Linked DNA regions of Triticum aestivum: region 1 is linked to region 2. A link is a contact called in public Hi-C data. All regions are on one chromosome and are shown on one strand. The core of a region is the stretch at or near the end of the contact, and the rest is flanking DNA. Distances in the headings are between cores, read along the strand shown. Region 1 holds the start of LOC123062671. Region 2 holds the start of LOC123062666.

Region 1 (3,906 bases), core at 900-3,399, 200 kb after region 2:
ACTCGCCAATTGTAATATCTCATGCTTGCCAATTTTTAGAATCAGGTTCTTGAGTTTGCTTGCTTAACCGTGTCCCTGTGCAATTGCTCACCAACCTCACCAATTGTGAGTTTATCCCACATAGTGGAGTTTCTGTGAGTTTTTATAGTCTATAAATTCTTGGAAGTTCTCTTGTTGCTGCTATAATGTGGGTGTGTTCGGCTTCCTTCTTCATTTAAGGTGAATCCTTGCTTCCAGGTTGGCCTATGAAATGATGTATTTTCTGCTGGAAAATAAGTTGTTATGCAATTATAGTTAGGTTGCCAATTTTCCTTCATAATTGCATTTAAAGGTGGCTGTTATGCTCACTTTGCTCAAAGAAAGGTTGTCTAGCCATGCTACTTTGTGATTTAAGAAATAGGCTGACACCAAATCAGTAATCCCGGACTTCTGCTTTGTTGGCCGAAATTTACTAATTTTGTTTTTCTTGTTATCTTTAGCCATTCCAAAACATTTATCTGGTTATGTAGAATTACAGACCATAGAATTATAGCTGGCCATATTTTTGAATGCGTGAACCTCACATAGATATCATGCTAATGTAGTTTGACGGAAGTTGTAAAACCAATGGATAGGCATCGTCTTCTGCTAAGGTTCCTTTCACCCTTCTTTAGAACCCAACAAGCATTCATCAAAAAATTAAAGATCTTGGTTGGTGATTCGTTTCAATGGCCGGTATAGTAAGGCTGCATCAATTATCATCTTATTTTTCATTTCTTTTTGCCTGCCCTTGTTTCACAACCTAATACCGATTGATCAGGTACATTGCAATGAGTGCTTACTTATGTTTTGTCTCCTATTATTTTTTGATTCCAGTCTTCATACTTTCAGACACCTTTGATAATATAGGAAGAAGAAAGTATTCGCTCCAGACGAAGATGTCTAGCTTGCTTGTGTGCTATAACATTAATTAGTGCATCAGGCCCAACGTTTTCTATCATTGGAACCTTGATAATTTATCTCATTTGAACATAATCTAACCTCTCTGATTTTTGTCAGTACATGATTGTACACCTCCTATGCCCACTTAATTGTGTGTTCATTTTGTTAATCAAAAAGCATCTGATTTTATGGCTGGGTACGCTGAAAATATATAAAACATTTCTTCTTTTGGATAATTTGTTTCCCTTTGACCAATCTTTGTTACTTGCCTACACATCTGTGCATAGCGTAATGCTCCAGCATGACCGCTTCGTGTGCTGCCTCGAGTCGCGCGGCCACTACGCTCGCGCCGAGGCGGAGGCAGCTGCCACTCTCGACGCCCTCCGCTGCACGCTCTCGCCGGCGGCATTCGCAAAGCCTTGTCACCACGCTGCAAGTGTTGCCCCCTCCTCCCCAAGGGCATGGTGAAGAAAGGTGCCTGTGTGGTTCTTCTGCAGCTCGCAGCGAGGATTGTTGTGTCCAACCTGCTCAATAATGCCAAGAAGTCCTTGGAGACGTAAGTCACGACGCATGTTTCTGCCATGATTTCCTTCGGTTGGTTTTCATGGATTTAGGTGTTGAAAAATTATGGGATGTGGATGCAGGATTAAGGACATGTACCTGCACTACAACGAGAGATCTGGGCTGCTTCTTTGTGGCTTCCAAACTTGAAATTTTTGTTTGGAAGTTAGTTTAGTTTTTTGTTGTGGATTCACATCTTCTCACATGTACCATCCTCTTAGACCTTTAGATTTCCAAAAAAACTAAATGAAGATATGGTGGTATGGTCTCAATAGTACAACTTAAAGCCTTGCATGCTTTATATTTTCTTTGAAATTTGGTCTTGAAGAATCATGTATCTATGTTAGATCCGGTGAGAAAAGGCGGCTTCCAAGCAAAAAATGAGGGAGTGTTGGTCACATTTAGTTTTCGACTTGAGTGTCTAAATATTCTCACAATACTTGGCTCCCTCTTGACCTTTGCGCCATTGGCGCAACGAGTCATCTAGTAGTTAGAAAAGCAGCCTAGGTGCGGCTCTGCGCATGGAGAAGAGAATTCACCACATTTCGGATCGCCCGTATCACCAGTCTCGGGGTTGCAGGTCCTAGAACCATCTGCAAACTCAACGGCCGGCGCGTCTCCACGCGTCCCCCAATCCAGCCATCCGTCCGAACCCAGGTGCACCACACCTCTCACTCTCTCCCGGGCCCATCTTCGAACTTCTCCAGCCGCGAGCTCCCTCCGGCCGAGCTCGCCCAAACGAATGGCAGCCACATCCGTCGCCTCCGCCCCGCGCCCGCTGCGCGCGACGCCGCGCCCGCATCCCTGCGCGCCCTGCCGCCACCACCACGCCGCGCCGCCCCACGCCCTCCGCAGGCCGCGCCTCGCCGTCTCGGCCTCCTCAACCACCGACGAAGCCAGCAGCGCCTCCTCCTCGTCGTCGTCCCGGTTCTACTTCAACTTCACCGGCTTCCCCTTCCCGCTCGGCCCCTTCCTCAACCGCCGCACCACCCGCACCGAGGTACGTAAAAGACAATCGCCTCAGCCTGATCCTCTCTCGCCTCACTTCGCTTGCTCTCTGGAGTCTGAGCTCCTCTCCGAATGCAGGCGGTGAAGGGCAGCGTATGGCTGTTCGAGCAGGAGCAGGCGCTGGGCTTCAGCAGCGTCTCCACCAACACCCGCATGACCGTCGTCAAGCTCCGCTCCGGCGGGCTCTGGGTGCACGCCCCCATCGCCCCCACCAAGGAGTGCATCCAGGTACGCTTCAGTTTCTGCAAAGGAAGCAACAGTTCGCGCGACTCCTGTTCGACATTAATCCGGCGCCATGCCATGCGCAGCTGATCAAGGAGCTGGGCGCGCCGGTGGAGCACATCGTGCTGCCGACCTTCGCGTACGAGCACAAGGTCTTCCTCGGGCCCTTCTCCAGGAAGTTCCCCAGGGCGCAGGTGTGGGTGGCGCCGCGGCAGTGGAGCTGGCCCGTCAACCTGCCGCTCGAGTTCTTCGGGGTCTTCCGCTCCAAGCCCCTCGAGGACGAGGACGACGCCACGCCCTGGGCCGCCGAGATCGAGCAGAAGGTGCTCAGCTCGCCGGAAGTTGGTATTCCCACTTCCTCACCGCCCACTCTCATCTCTGAACACCGTCGTGAACGCATTGATGCATACTATACATGATAATTATGCCTCTGTAAATTGGGTGCGTTCAGGGATTGGGCCGTATGTGGAGGTGGCGTTCTACCATAAGCCTTCCAGGACATTGCTGGTCACGGATGCTGTCATCTTTGTCCCTCGGCAGCCGCCCGATTGCATCAGCAAAGAGTCCTTGTTGGCAGCTGCCAAGAACGGCTTGGCAGTTAAGATATTGAGCAAAGGGAGAGAGGTTCCTGATGATCCCGTTGAGGACAACAAGCTTACCCGGCAGACAGGTAAATACAGTTTGATGCCATTTCTGAACAAGAATTAGCTGGAAGCAGTGAGATCTGCACTTCATGTTAGAATTGAGGTAGTGTAGTAGTAACACCTTGGCAAGATTGTTTCCCGTCTAGGTATGCTCATCCAGAGAAGTGTTTTCACAAACTTGTCCATATTTGCTTTTTTCAGTTATTTTTTCCCACATTTTGGAAAGGGGCAACATTCAGCAGTCTAACGTTTTAACTGCAGTCTAATCGTGGAAATGCTTCCATTCTGTACTAATTGTTATCACAACGGTACAAGAATTATCTGGAATGTGTAAAATGTAGAATGCATGTTTGGAATAAGGTAGTGTAGTAGAACACTAGATTGATTTCCATGTAGGCATCTAGGTATGTACTGCTCAGAAAAAAGGTTAGTGCTAAAACTTGGCCGTATTAACTTATTCACTTCAGTTAGCCTTTTTGAATTTGAAAAGCAGCAACATTAAGTAGGAAGGTCATCTTGCCAGTATTGGTGTATTGTTTATGTTCTTGTT
Region 2 (3,811 bases), core at 1,174-3,673:
AGTTCAAATAATTTGTAGATAAAAGAGGTAATCTCACCATTTCTATTGCACATATGCAGAGGTAATCTCACCATTTCTATACAAGAGGCGACCTGAACCAAATTCGTTTTATTTCATCTCCCCAACCAAACACTGAAATGCAACCCTACAGGTCACCTAATTATCCGAAGTTCCGAACCAAACACAGGAACGGAACCAAGCCGTTCCAGTGGAATGGAACCATGACATCCCATTCCATTTTGTTCCCAAACTAAACATAGCCTAAGGGTCACATTTCTACCACAGATCACCCAGTTCCAGGATCGAAGATTCAGTTCTTTACATGTGCGTACTAAATAACTAAATATAGCATATCAAATCATATATCACCTGTAAAGGGACCAAATAGTTCTCAAGATAATAAATTTCTTGACTACAAAGAGCTTGTGGTGCTATAGCCTATAGTTATAGCCTTATATAGGCATATAGCCTGGAGTTGCTAAATGTCCCATTAATTCTGTAAGAAGCACTCCATTCATTACAACATACATAGCACAAAAGCCATAATAAATTAAAAACAATGTGCCAAAAACATGATAAATACTGTGAGTAATGCAGGAAACTACCTGTGGTGTTGAAAGAAGTTCGGCATCTTGTTTGTTCAGTTTTGAGTGCAGAAGCACAAAATATATCTTCCAGAAACATGCTTCACTCATATCAGTGGAGCAAATCTGAACCTTTAAATCTGATAAGCTTGGCACAAGGTGTTCCATGGATAGTGCATGCACATACTGAGCATTCGACAGTTCAAAATCTAAAGATCAAGAGAAACTGTGTAAGAGATTTAAGGTAATCAGTGAGGTCTACTACACATAACATGATTCTATTTGAGAGAGACAAGCATGAGTTATATGATGCAACTAGAGGCCAACAAAGCATCAGGAAACCAATTCAGGACTAAAAGGCGTAGAGAGGGTATGCATAAATAGGGTGAACTATTTATTCCAGAACTAAATGTTAGCTCAATATCACGTCAAGCTGAAATGGAGATACCTATTACCTATGTATCCTAAAGTGATGCATTCTGCAGCAATAGGGGAACGCTGCTTGAAATCAATTCTGTGATATTTACATCATTTCCTGTGCATAGCTACATAATGCGCAACCTCTAAAAAGATATGAAGCATTCATGACTGCTGTGGAAAGCTATAAAACCGATGGAGCGTGGTATTACATATTTACATTCATATTAAACAAGTTATGGTGCTTAAGAGTTAAGACATTGACCTGATTTAGTTAATCAAATTGATAGCATGACAACGGAAAAATCATGAATATGCGAAAATGCATCGCTAGATGGACAGAATCACAACATCAAGATTCCAAAAGTATAGTTGGTACCAAGCAGGTGTACAAGCAATGCAGAACAAAATAGGCTAGCATCAATGAACTGATAAGTGATAACCGATGTAGGTAGCTTTCAAAGGAAGTGCAATGGCATTCCAGAGTGCACGTGGGGACTTCAATCTATTCAACAAACTACATAGAACTAAACCAGTCGAGAAAGGAGTTTCGGGACTCTAAGGTGCGCATATCAATTAATTCAGGACGAGCATGCTTGAGATCTTTGCAGGAAAGTTCTAACACTACCTCCAGCATCTACTTTCTTCATTAATCGGCAGTTCCGCACTGAAACTGAGACCACAACGTCCACCCATTTCATTCCGGTGCACCAAATTATTAAGTTACGCATTATCTGAATCGGCAGTTCGGCACTGAATCTTACCGTCTGCATAACGCTCGCTGATGAAGAGGGGGAAATCGAGCCACGTCTCAGGCCGCGTCGAGATGTGCTTCACGAAGACCAGCACCTCCTCGGTCCCGCCGGCGACGGGCTCCCCTTCGTCGGGCTCCTCCTCCCCGAACGGCAGGAGCGAGGACGCGATCTTGGAGATCTCTGCCACGGCCAGGTTGCTCTGCAGCATGGAGATGCCGCTCCTCACCCTGCCCCCGATCTCCGCCAGATCGCTCCGGATCCCCGCGATCCCGTCCCCGTCCACGTCCACATCGCCCCCCTCTCCGTCGTCCGCCTCCGCGGGCGCGGCGCGCGGGGACGAGGACTCCGGCTCCGGCGGGGGCGGCGGTGGGGCGAGGAAGGACGCCACGCCCCACAGGCGGCGGGTGAGGGTCTCGGTGAGCTCGGAGATGTCGTCCTTGACGCCGCGGCTCGGGGTGATGGGCTCCTCGGGCTCCTCGTCCTCGGGATCGCGCGGCGAGGACCCCTCCGCGGCCGGCCTGCCGGCGGAGGAGGCCTCGGATTCGGAGGCGTCGGAGTCGGGGTCGGGCTCGCCGGAGAGCGTGGCCGCGATGGAGCGCGTGAGCCACGACATGCTGTGGTGCGGTGCGCGCGTGGGAAGAGGGTGGGGGGAGGAGGATCGATGCTGAGCTCTGGGAGTGGGTAGATTCTGGAGTTGTAGATCAGTGTGTGTTTGGGGCCGTCCGATCAGCAAGCGACGGGGATGATCACGTCTGTGTATTCAGTGGTAGACTCTGGCATCAACAACCCTGGCGAGGCTCCGTCTGAAGCTTGGAATTTTTCGGAATGATTATTTTGCGGGTGAACATTGAATATCATAACTTGTCATACAGGTTGGTAGTAGTGTCGTTATATATGCATAGAGGTTCTGAAACTTAATTAAGTGAGATGTAAAAGTAATACTATTTGATAACTAAAATTGCCATTCTCGCACCACTAAACTTGTCATAAAAACGTTTAAAATTATTATATGTTCGTGCCACACGTGTCGCACTTATCAAGGTCCTTTACATAAGAACAATATGAATCTTGTCAGACTTAACTATGAGATTATTACCCTTATCCTTAAGACTAAAGGTGTCAAACAAATTCAAAAATTTAGGTCTATTTGTTTGCTAAATGTTAGATTTAAAATCTTCATTAAGACTCTTATGAATAGACTTAGTGAGGTCGTACAATTTTTGAGGTATCATGTTTAAACTGTCTTTATTAAAGATAGATATATCATGGAGGGGGTGTTGATTTTACATGAGGCCTTGAATACAATTCATACTAAAAAAACAGAGTGATGCTTTTCAAAGTGGACTTTGAAAATCTCGGCAAAAAGGTGGACTTCGAAAAGACATATGACAAAATCAAATGGCCCTTTGTCCATACTCCCTCCGTCTTGCAATACATGACATATAATTTGAATGCAAATGTCTCATAATAGATGGTGCAATGGATCAAAGCGCTACCTTTGTCATTTGCCTTGGTCCACGGGCTTTTTTTCTCACGCCATGTGTAAGTGCATCTAGTGCCACCCCTAGTTGGTTTTGGAGTATTGACGACAAACCTAGTTGAGGGACTAATGTGTTTGTGTGAATTGCAGGATAACACAGGTAAAAGTCCCTCATTGATTCGGTTTTCCTACCAGAGATGACCCCTAAAAATATATGAAGACATTGAAGTCAAAGGTGGTATATGAAGATATTCACATTGAAGACTATGACAAGAGAAGACACCACATGAAGCCTATGGAGCTCGAAGACTTAGATCTTTCGTATTTATTTTTCTTTTGTGTTGAGTCATAGGAACCACCGTACTGTTAAGTGGGGTTGTAGGATCGAAAGTATGTCTAGAGGGGGGGTGATTAGACTACTTGACCAAATAAAAACTTAACCTTTTCCCAATTTTAGTTCTTGGCAGATTTTAGCTATTGTAGGACAAGTCAAGCAATCATCACACAATTCAAGCAAGCATGCAAAGAGTATATTGGCAGCGGAAAGTAAAGCATGCAACTTGCAAGAATGTAAA

Evidence for each region. Hi-C and Micro-C count contacts between places; a contact is called where the count stands out from the background.
Region 1: a Hi-C map of leaf shows a contact between it and region 2, with 2.6 times the contacts expected there. The contact joins the promoter of LOC123062671 here to the promoter of LOC123062666 in region 2. A contact is called at or near these places in 2 of 5 Hi-C or Micro-C datasets (both in leaf).

Annotation. Positions count from the first base shown.
Region 1 is chr1A:522,515,862-522,519,767 of IWGSC CS RefSeq v2.1, forward strand. It overlaps LOC123062671, which reads left to right and starts at 2,150. Exons shown (of 6, transcript XM_044486300.1): 1 at 2,150-2,482; 2 at 2,569-2,718; 3 at 2,799-3,057; 4 at 3,164-3,382. The coding sequence starts at 2,225. It overlaps LOC123172736 (a long non-coding RNA gene), which reads left to right. Exons shown (of 2, transcript XR_006485705.1): 1 at 1-1,477; 2 at 1,566-1,754.
Region 2 is chr1A:522,311,483-522,315,293 of IWGSC CS RefSeq v2.1, forward strand. LOC123062666 reads right to left here and starts at 2,424. Exons shown (of 3, transcript XM_044486287.1): 1 at 1,766-2,424; 2 at 606-793. The coding sequence starts at 2,369.